3 separate regions of the Zea mays genome follow, and all the other regions are linked to region 2. A link is a contact called in public Hi-C data. All regions are on one chromosome and are shown on one strand. The core of a region is the stretch at or near the end of the contact, and the rest is flanking DNA. Distances in the headings are between cores, read along the strand shown. Region 1 holds the start of LOC100501133. Region 2 holds the start of LOC100282252 (ORMDL family protein). Region 3 holds the start of LOC100383203.

Region 1 (3,388 bases), core at 93-2,592, 280 kb before region 2:
CTATACCAATTTTAGAAACTCAGATATAGCACTTCAAATGTCAATCGTAGAAAATTCAGATGTTCAGCACAACAGAGAAAATTCAAATATGTAAATAAACAAAGTCTTGCTCAATCTACAGTTTGACAGAGACTGTAGGTCATCAGAATCGGCTTCTAGCAGAATTATAGCCGTCAGATTCAGCTTCTGACATCCAAACGCTTCATCGTCCAAATCAACATGAATACAAAATCCGCGCAGTAGTCACGGCGGGAGAAATCTGCCGCTTCCTAAACCCTAAACCGTGCGGACCCTTTTATCTTAATCCACATGCAAGCCTCGCGATATCTAGATTCTCTTGAAAGTTAGACTATCTAGAAATCTAAAAGTTAGACTATCTAGAAATCTAGAGAAAACCTATTTAGAAAAATACTGTCCCAAACAGTGCCAATGGTTATCTCCAGTCCCTTACACGCTAGCACAGTAGCACTCTACAACATCAACCAACAATCTGGAGCAGTTCGTGTTGGCAGGACCCGGCGAAACAAACCACGAAGCTCGAAGCCAAACACCAATGCAACTGGGAGGGCAGCGGGGTGCGGGAAAGGCTCGCAGCGGGCTCACCTTGATTCGCTTGGAGATGCGGGAGAAGGACGCATCGAGGTCGTCGTGAGCGCGGGAATGGAGCGCGTCGAGTCGGCGCTTGAGGTTCTCCATCTGTGAGGCGACGGCGGTCCTGAGGTCTCCGACGCTGGATAACCCCTTCGCCGACACCGAAGCAGGCTGGGGAGACGCGGCGGGGGAAGGTGTGGCGGTGCGGGGGCTAGCGACGAAGGGGGCGCGCGCGGCGAGATTGGCCCTGGCACTGGGCTTCGGCGGGGAGGCGGAGAAGCCCGGCGAGGAGGGCAAGCTGATGTTGAGTTCGGCTGGAGAGGACCCCGGCGACGACGACGCAGGTGAGGAGCCGACGCCGCGGACGGTGCGTTTGCGGGTACGTGGTGCGGGTGACGGCGACGAGAGCGGGGAGACGAAGGAGGGGCGCGACTTGGGCTTGGCACTGGACCTTAGCTTCGGCTTGGGCTTCGACGGGGAGGCGGAGCCCGGCGAGGAAAGGAATCTGACGTTGAGACCGGTGGGGGAAGAACCCGGCGACGACGACGCGTGGGAGGGGCCGCCGCGGCGGATGGCGCCCTTGCGGGTGCGGATGCGCGGTGTGGCAGACAGCGACGCGAGCGGGGAGAGGAAGGGGGAGTCCGGCTTTGGCTTGGGGTTGCGCCTGGGCCTGGAGGTGGCGGCGGCGGCAGTCGCTCGTGATCTCCCCATGGCCCCGCTTCGCTTCGGCTCTCGAAGTTTGAACTCCCAACTGTAGGCTGTGGGGCAGGCGGAGCAGCACGGAACGGGTGATCACGAGGTGGGGCCGAAGGGGCAAAAAATTCTGTGCATTTAGGATGCAAAATGGTACTCCTCTATAGTCTCACACATCCATCATCTAGAGACCCACAAAAAAAAAATCAAAATTTGTAACTTAATTCCTTGGTAATTTAATTTTCTTCTATTTATATAGGTCTCTAGTTAATTATAATACCCAAATTATAAGACTTATATAAAAATTGATCTCATCATGTGATTGGCCACCTACTTCTTGAGTCATGTGACTAAGTCCATTTAAAAGAGAATAACCCCTTACTAAAACACAAACAAAGCATGCATCACACAAGAGTTTTGTTTGTGCATTTAATAATAATAATAATAACTCAAATAGGAATATAACAAAACTTTAAAATTGGGTGGAACACTAAATTGAAATTTAGGATTTAAAAAATAGAAATAGAGAATAAAAAGAGGAAGGATATAAAAATATAAATAGTATATAAATATATCTCCAAAGTAGTATTGTTTATGGCACAATATCATTTGGGGATAAATTGGCCACAAGTTTGAATTTAAACTATGATTTAAATTTGAAATGAAGAAAAGGAGAGGAATATAAAAAAAATAATTATATAATAAAAAATAAACATAAATCTAATCCTTTAAAAAATAGTATTTTTATTTGTACAAAAAACCTAGGGGCAGCTTTCAAATCGAATTTGAATTCAAGTATTAAATTTGAAACCTAGGAAGAAATTCAAATAAAATAAAAAAAGAGAACTAAACCCTGGCTGGGTCACCAACCCTAATTGGGCCCACTGACTCTTTCCCACTGCTCGGCCCGTCAAGCAACTTTCGCATGCGGCAATTGGACCTGGCGCGACGCTGACGAAAGGGCCCCACTGGCCGACCACTCAACACGGGCGCGCTGTCGGGTGGGACCCTGTCTCTGTTTATCTCCTAATCGCGCGCCGCACTCGCCCCACCTCCTCAGCGAGCTCCGAAATCCGGCCGGAGATATCGGGCGTGCATACCGACCCACTAGGCACCTGGGTATTTATAGAGTGTTTGGTTTAACGATAGACTAGTTTATTTTTCAAACCAAACACCTCATTAATAAAATCACCCTCTCGCGCTCTCTAACCCAACCGCACATCCCTTCGCCACACCGGAAGGATCGAGTAATTGCGCGATTGGGCCGGCAGAACTGCGGCTCGGGTCGACCGCTGCCACCGTTGGGACTCCTCCACGACTGCCCTTGGCTGTGGGGCGGATTCGAAGGCGGCGCACGTAGACTTATCGGATGCAGTGACGGCTGGGCAGCTCTTCGGTAAGTGATCCCCCTCCCTCACACCTGCTCGGCGTATCATCATTAGCGTAGCGTGCATACCGATGTTGAAGCCGATTGCTAGCTCGTCATGGCGGGGCGCGGCACCACCATTCTCCGGCGTTGATCTGAGAGCGTTAGCGAAGGCGGTCGGTAGTGGGGAGCCAGTGGCGCTTCCACCGTCGTCGGTGACCACGTATTTTCCCTGGTGCGCGTCGACGAGTAGACCCGTTGGGGAAGATGATGTCCCCTGGCCGTTAAATTGTCCATCGAACTCACCGCGGGCAGACCTGCGTTTCAAATCCGGATAGTGGCGAGGGCCGTGCGGGGGTCCTCGACGTGCGTGCTCGCCGGCAAGCTATTCCGCGCGGGGCGGCCGGATCCGTTCTGTTCGGAGTCTATGGCGCTCGGCCGCGGCGGTATAGCTGAGAAAAGAAATTGAAGAGAGAGAGAACCGGGAGGTTGAAGACGATGGTGAGCCGTCGGAGGTAGAAGAGCAAGGATGGCCGTTAGATGGGGATTGGGCGGCACAGAATAGATCAAGCGGGTGCCAAATCGTGATCGATATGAGCCTTAGGATCGAGATCTGGTGGCTTTGATCGCACGAGACATATATCTGATCGTGGCCGTGAGATCATGTGCGGGCGGCTGGGATTTTGTCGGGAGAAGACGACTTTATAACCATCCGCGATTTAATCGGAGCCCTCGATT
Region 2 (3,385 bases), core at 585-3,084:
ACTTTATCCAATTATCTATAGTGTTCTTGAATAGATGATTGAATGATGTTGAAAATTTTGTAATGGTATTTAGATATACTTGTATAATGTAAATATTTAACATTTGTGGGTACGAGTGACCTGACGGGTGACTCATACCTATAGGTATAAGGTAAATCCATACTCATAATTAGATATGAGTGACCGACGAGACTATTTTTTATTATATATACGTGTATAATCTCTACTACTTATTAAGGTGGTAAGGGGTAGGCTGCCATTCCGTGTTATGCCATTCTCATTCCTCCTCCCCGGTCTTTCTCATTCTCCCCTTGCCGCAAAGTTCATTCTCATTCCCGGCTGCCATTCCGTGTTCTGCCAGTGTTCTACCATTCCCATTACCCCCTCCCCGCACTGTCTTTCTCATTCCCCCCTCCCCGCAAATCTCATTTCCATTCCCACGTGCATCCCACGCATAGCTAAAATTAAATTAAAAAAACACAAATATGGCTCCAATGGGATTCGAACCTGCGACCTCTCAAGCAAATGTGCTTGTAGCTACCACTACACCACATGTGTGTTTATGTCAATATCTTTTACAGTAAAAATATCTACTACATCTCTACCAAAGTCCACCTGCTACCTTTGCACAATGTGTAGTAGTAGATAATTATCAACGAGATTCCTGAATTATATTTTTGGATGGAGGGAGTAGTATTTAAAAAAGAGCCTTGCATGCAATTTCTTTTGTTTGAATAATGTTTTCAACTTAAATTATTTTTTATATGTGTGACATTTATTCTCCGTAATATTTTTTTCATGGCTCTGACTTGTGATTCATTTTCATAAACCAACGCCACTGGCAGGAGGCGCTCGCGTTGGCGTCGCTCATCGACGACGAAAAGAAGCTTGGCGACTACCAGTTCGACCTCTGGAAGCAGTACTACGTGGCCGCATGCGTCGCTGTGTTCGGCAAGCTTCGGCGTAGCCGCCGCTTGGACGCGGTCCAGAGTGGCTGCACCACGCTGTCTATCTTTAAATAGGGGGACCTCATGGTCGTCGCCAACGCCGGCGACTCTCGGGTTGTTCTGGGCACCGCTTCCGACAACGGCGCCGTCACACCGTCCAGCTCATCATCCACCTGAAGCTTAACCTCCCACGTAAGTCTGATCGGCCATGAATTCTTGTGCGCTGGGACGACGGTTGTTGCTGACGTTGTGTGAGTGTCTTCGAACAAGATTTATGTAGAGGATTAACACATCCGGTGGTGCAATGGCTAGGTGTACTACCTCGCTGATGAGCCTGGGGTGCACTTCGTTTGGCAGCCCAGCCAAGAGTCATCGGTACTCGCCATGTCGTGCGCGTTCGACGACTACTATATCAAGGACTATGGCGTCATCTTGGTACCTGAGGTGACGCAGAGGAGGACCGACATTAATGACCACTCGCCATCGTCGGGGTAGCTTTTGTGCCGGCCTGCCTTTAATTCTCTTCGCAAACACATACACTTGCTTTTTGTTTAAGCAAGCGTGTATGGTGGTGCGTACCTGATGACTGACTATGTACGAGGGAACTTCTACCGGCAGGTGTGACACGTGCTCTTCAATAATGAGACCATTTAAATCGTGACATATATCGAAGTCTACATGATACTGATGGTTGCAATGGAGTAGTGAAACAACTAAATTAAAATAACAAAATTTATGTATAGCTAGGATTACAAATTGATTATGAAATATTTTTTATAACAATATAAGACACATTTTGTATATAAGTTATTATGTTATTATATATTTCCGTTGTAATGCATGGATATTCACCTATATTAATAGATGTGTATTTACTCGTTGTCATACGAGATGAGACAGACAGTAGTATCTTGAACGTCGAGCGAACCCTACCCATCTCCGCAGTCCACAAATCCGCACCCAAAGCAAGCCCAACGAAACCCAGACGGCAACGAGACAGTTGTCATCTCACTCCACCGCACCGTCCGCGCACGGCTCGCCGGCCGTCAGTCACAGCACGACACCATCCGTTCCTGGCCTTCCTCCTGTGCAACTACCACTCGCGTCACCGCGGAAATTAACCCCGAAATCCAGCGCCTTCGGCACGAGCACGATCAGGCCTGCGCAGGAGATGGGGCGGAGAGGGGAGCCCTACTACGTCGAGGCGGTGCCGCCGGTGGACGTGAACAAGAACACAGAGTGGTTCATGTACCCGGGCGTCTGGACCACCTACATCCTCATGCTCTTCTTCGCCTGGCTTCTCGTCCTCTCCGTCTCTGGTTGCTCCCCGGGGGCAGCCTGGACCGTCGTCAACCTCGCGCACTTCGCCGTGAGTCCCCACCCTCTATCTCGTCCCCAGTCCCTCGCCCTTCTGATTTTGCGCATGTCTATGGATCGCTTCCGTCCACTGTATCCCTAGATTTGGTTGTGCTGGTACTTGGATTTACTAATTATCTCCTTCGGTGTGGATTATTTCTTCTCCCCAACTGTTTGTGGCCATTCACTTCCCGGCAGGACTTTTTGATTTTTGCTCTGCGTGTACGTGTTTAGCCAAAAAGATTATGTTCTTGGAATTCTAGATTTGCCATGATGCAAAGGCGGTACCTTTCTAGGAAAAGAGTGACGGATCATCTGCAATTAATCAGTATATATGCCCATGGATTGCTACAAATATAGGTAAGCCGTGGAAGAAATATTTTAACAGATGAAATATTAGTGTAAACTGTCTTTGGCAGGCTGGATGGGCTATTCTGTTTCCTTGTCATAAATTTTGTTCCCCACTTGTGTGTGGAACAGTTTCCCTCGCATAAAGTCAAAACAAGCATGCCATTCTTGGCCAGGGCCATTTCTATGTTTATTGGGAGCAGTTTGTTATCAGATATTGACTATTGAAAAGTTCATTCCTGTGTACTATGAATAACAACTAGTGGATCGAATTTTGGTTAGTTTTCTACAACAACTTGTTCGCAGTAGTAGTCCAGAACAGGTTTCACATTGTAATCTGCAGACTTATGTATTGTTCCATAATCAACATTTGGACTTCTACATGTCATGGTGTCCTGAAATACGAGCCTTGTAAATTATATTTGGTAATTCTCACCATGGGATAAAGATATTGTGTGTTCCTTTGGGTCAGGGATGCGTTTGATACAAATTTGGCTGACTCTATTCGACTCTGAAGAAGCATTTCATGCCATCTGCAATATCACATTATTTTTAATCCAAGTAATGGCATGCGTTCATCTAATCTCTCTCTCTCTCAGTTAAGAAACACATGGGTTGTGAATGGGTAGGAAAGACTTAAGTGAAAGAACTCAACCCCTTGCTATTCATGTTCCTTGCCTGTTGAATTTCAGTTGACACACTTGAAATGTTCTATTTTCAGATCACTTACCACT
Region 3 (3,188 bases), core at 11-2,510, 430 kb before region 2:
CGAAGAGAAATATTATCCAAGGGTGTGCTTGAGACAAGCTAGATGAAATGGAATGAACTGGCAGGGACATTTATTTTTTCTTTGAGGAAAACTAGCAGGGATGTCAGCATGGCCCCTGATGCCTGGATAAATGCCATCAATGCTAAGTGTTGCAATTGGTGCCAACTTCACTTTAGCAATAAAATAAAAATATATATATATACATTAGATTCTTAGCACCTAGTATAGAAGTAGCTTGGAACTACAAAAGGTGTTATAGATGTACAAGCACTAAAGTACTACATTGAATCCAACATATTTCATATTTCCTAACAGTGTAGTCTCCTACAGTACCACGGCTTGACAAACAGGGTCTTGTACCACATATCGACCTCTAGATTCCAAATTGCCAACTGTACCTGATTTCACGTCCATTAATCTAAAATCCAGGAAAGAAACAATCCAAGAAAGCCTATCTAGTCTCGAAGTTGTAAGAATGAATTAACCTCATTCCCCCAACCACTAGTATAAACACAAACGCCTTCACAGGTTTCCCCAACCACCTCGTAGCAATCGATGCGAATGTATATAATGTGGTGGTAAGATTCGATGTGATACCGTAGCCTCGCGGAGGTCGTTGGCCGCCCACCGGGCCTGCCATGCAGCCGCGAAGCGGACAAAAGCGAATCCCTTGTTGAGCCGCTGGTCCGCCGGATCCCGCACGAGGCGCACCTCCTCGATATCTCCGGCATCCGCCAGCGCCTGCGCCACGTCCTCCTCAGCGGCGTCCTGCGGCAGCCCGGACACGAAGACCTCATAGTCCACCCTCTTTTTCCTCCTCTTCCCCTCCCCAACCACCTCCTCCGCCGGCGACGGCGTAGGCTCCTCGTCCTCCATGATCACCTCCTCCGAAGGCTCCTCCATGATCACGTCTTCCGCAGGTTCATCCTCCGTGATAGGCACCGCGTGCTCGACCAATTTCTCAACAACCTCCTCGACGACAACCTCCTGGGGCTGCGCCAACGGGGCTCCCTCCTCATCGACATCCTCCTCAAGAACCTCAATCGGCTCCTCATCTACCTCCTCCTGCGCGACGTTAAGGTCGAAAGGGAATAGCTGCGGGGCGCGCGGCGGCGAGGAGGCCATCTCCGGCGACCGCCGGCGGCGAAGTCTAGGGTTTCGCGATGGGGCCTGCCGGGATAGGGTTGCTGCAAGTTACTCCAGTCCACTCCTCGTCCGTCTAGTAAGCAGCCTCGGCGGCGCGATGCGGTGATGCGAATGCGGCGCGGCGACGGCAGCGAGCACGTGGCGGCGGAAGAACTTCAAGCGGTTATATAGCGGGACGTGCCGAGCAGGTGCGGTGCCGTGGGGTCTGTCGCCGGAAAACAAAGGGTTCCGTTCATTTTGGCCATACGCCCAGGCCCAGCCGCAACGACAGGCAGGGCCCCTGCTGCACCGACACCCACATGTCATTGAGCGCGGCAGGCGTGAGCGGGGTAGGGATGTCAGTGGGTGGGCGCCCGCGTACTTTCGATCGCCGAGCGTGCGTGGTTAGCGCGTGCGCCTGACCCAACTCCGGCGGCGTGCCTTGTGTTGGGCTGCTGGATGACATGTGGGCTCCTCTATGAAGGCCCACCTTCACTAAAGGCTGGGTCCAATGCACCGACAGGTGATTGTAGCAGCGCAGGCGGTCGATATAGATTGGTTGGTACTAGTGTATTGTGCACGTCTTGCGCGCAAACCGTATTTTTAAACGTGTGTGACGATATTTAAGTAGATAAAAATTATAGAGTGAAAATGTTATATGAAGGATATTTGTTATGGAGCATATAACTATATAGACATAGTCACACAAGAGCAGATTTAAGGAAACTTTGATAAACTGCGGTAGCTTTTGACTAATATTGGAATGGGCATTTACATAATAAGCAAGAAGAGAGAAGAACGATTATAGGACGTGTCAAAGAAAACAAGAGGATACAAAGTAGAAAAGAGAAAAGGTTTGGTACTAACTGCAAATAACAGCATGCAGTGTACCAATGTTCTCATTTCGTGTGTTTCGTTGAACCAACAGAAAAAAAATGGAAAATTATCGTCCTTGAATCATGAGCACTCTGCTTACAACAGAGCACGTGAGCAGTTTCAGTCCTTATCAGTGGCTCAATTCTTACGGCTAACCGAGTGGTCACGGTGAGAAATACCGTCCATTAACCTGCACCAAGACATTACAACAGTTCATCAATATTAAGAATCGATCTTCTAAAATTCTCAAGTAAAGACAAAGGGTCAATTGTAATCATGTGCAGGAATAATTTAAGTCAAAAATCAGTATGTTGCTCTTGATCCATGTGGCCCAGCCCCAAACAAATTGTGAAAATAAAATGTGCTAGAATATGGAGGATTGTGGACGAAGATAGCTTTGCTCCCGAGGAACTCGGATGCTTAGTAGAGACGTCGAGGATTGTGGACGATGTTGTTACTGATGTAAAAGCGTAACTGGTAGAGCTGATTATAATTCTCTATAAAAGTTGATTCTCTTTTAGAAATGATTATGGATGAAAGTAATTCTCTTTATTATAAATTTTCAAAACCATAATAAAGAATCATTTCACGGAATCATAATAGAGAGTCCTACCAAAGGAGGCATGAGGCAGTAGCAATCTGTAGACAACACAGTGTATGTGATGCTTTCTCTTCATATAACTAATCTACCACAAATGAGCAAGGAACGATCCACTCTGATGTCCTAACTGACTGATAGAGTGACAGAGAGCTTGACAGTTGATACTATCACTACATCTCATTCAGTAAATGTTGTATAGGGTTGTCAGAATCAAGAATGACAGAAAATGTAAACAATAGTAAGCCTAGGAAGTGGGAAGCCCATGGATATACTACTACGTGATGTATTACAAGCCAATATGACATGTCGTTTATGTGGAAAAAAACAGAGGTAAAAAAGGCAGCTGATAAAGGACAAAGGAGCATTGAGCCACAATAATTTCAACTATGGAACAGTGCTAACGATATAGCAGCAGGTTTCCCGAGACTTTGAACAATGACTGGTTTTGCATTAAACATTATTACCTTGTACATGATAAGCTATCTAGCGCATAAGATGACGGAATCTAGGAGCCCTCATGGAAAAGCATAATCAATCATGTTAGAAATAAAGTTAGAAATCAACATTGTAGTAGTACACCACAATA

Evidence for each region. Hi-C and Micro-C count contacts between places; a contact is called where the count stands out from the background.
Region 1: a Hi-C map of ear shows a contact between it and region 2, with 5 times the contacts expected there. The contact joins the promoter of LOC100501133 here to the promoter of LOC100282252 in region 2. A contact is called at or near these places in 3 of 25 Hi-C or Micro-C datasets (ear, leaf and tassel).
Region 3: a Hi-C map of ear shows a contact between it and region 2, with 4 times the contacts expected there. The contact joins the promoter of LOC100383203 here to the promoter of LOC100282252 in region 2. A contact is called at or near these places in 2 of 25 Hi-C or Micro-C datasets (ear and tassel).

The regions. Positions count from the first base shown.
Region 1 is chr2:172,238,140-172,241,527 of Zm-B73-REFERENCE-NAM-5.0, reverse strand. LOC100501133 reads right to left here and starts at 1,342. Exons shown (of 5, transcript NM_001351950.1): 1 at 604-1,342. The coding sequence starts at 1,302.
Region 2 is chr2:171,959,866-171,963,250 of Zm-B73-REFERENCE-NAM-5.0, reverse strand. It overlaps LOC100282252 (ORMDL family protein), which reads left to right and starts at 1,834. Exons shown (of 3, transcript XM_023301662.2): 1 at 1,834-2,316; 2 at 3,373-3,385. The coding sequence starts at 2,119.
Region 3 is chr2:172,391,960-172,395,147 of Zm-B73-REFERENCE-NAM-5.0, reverse strand. It overlaps LOC100383203, which reads right to left and starts at 1,260. Exons shown (of 9, transcript NM_001361955.1): 1 at 598-1,260. The coding sequence starts at 1,125.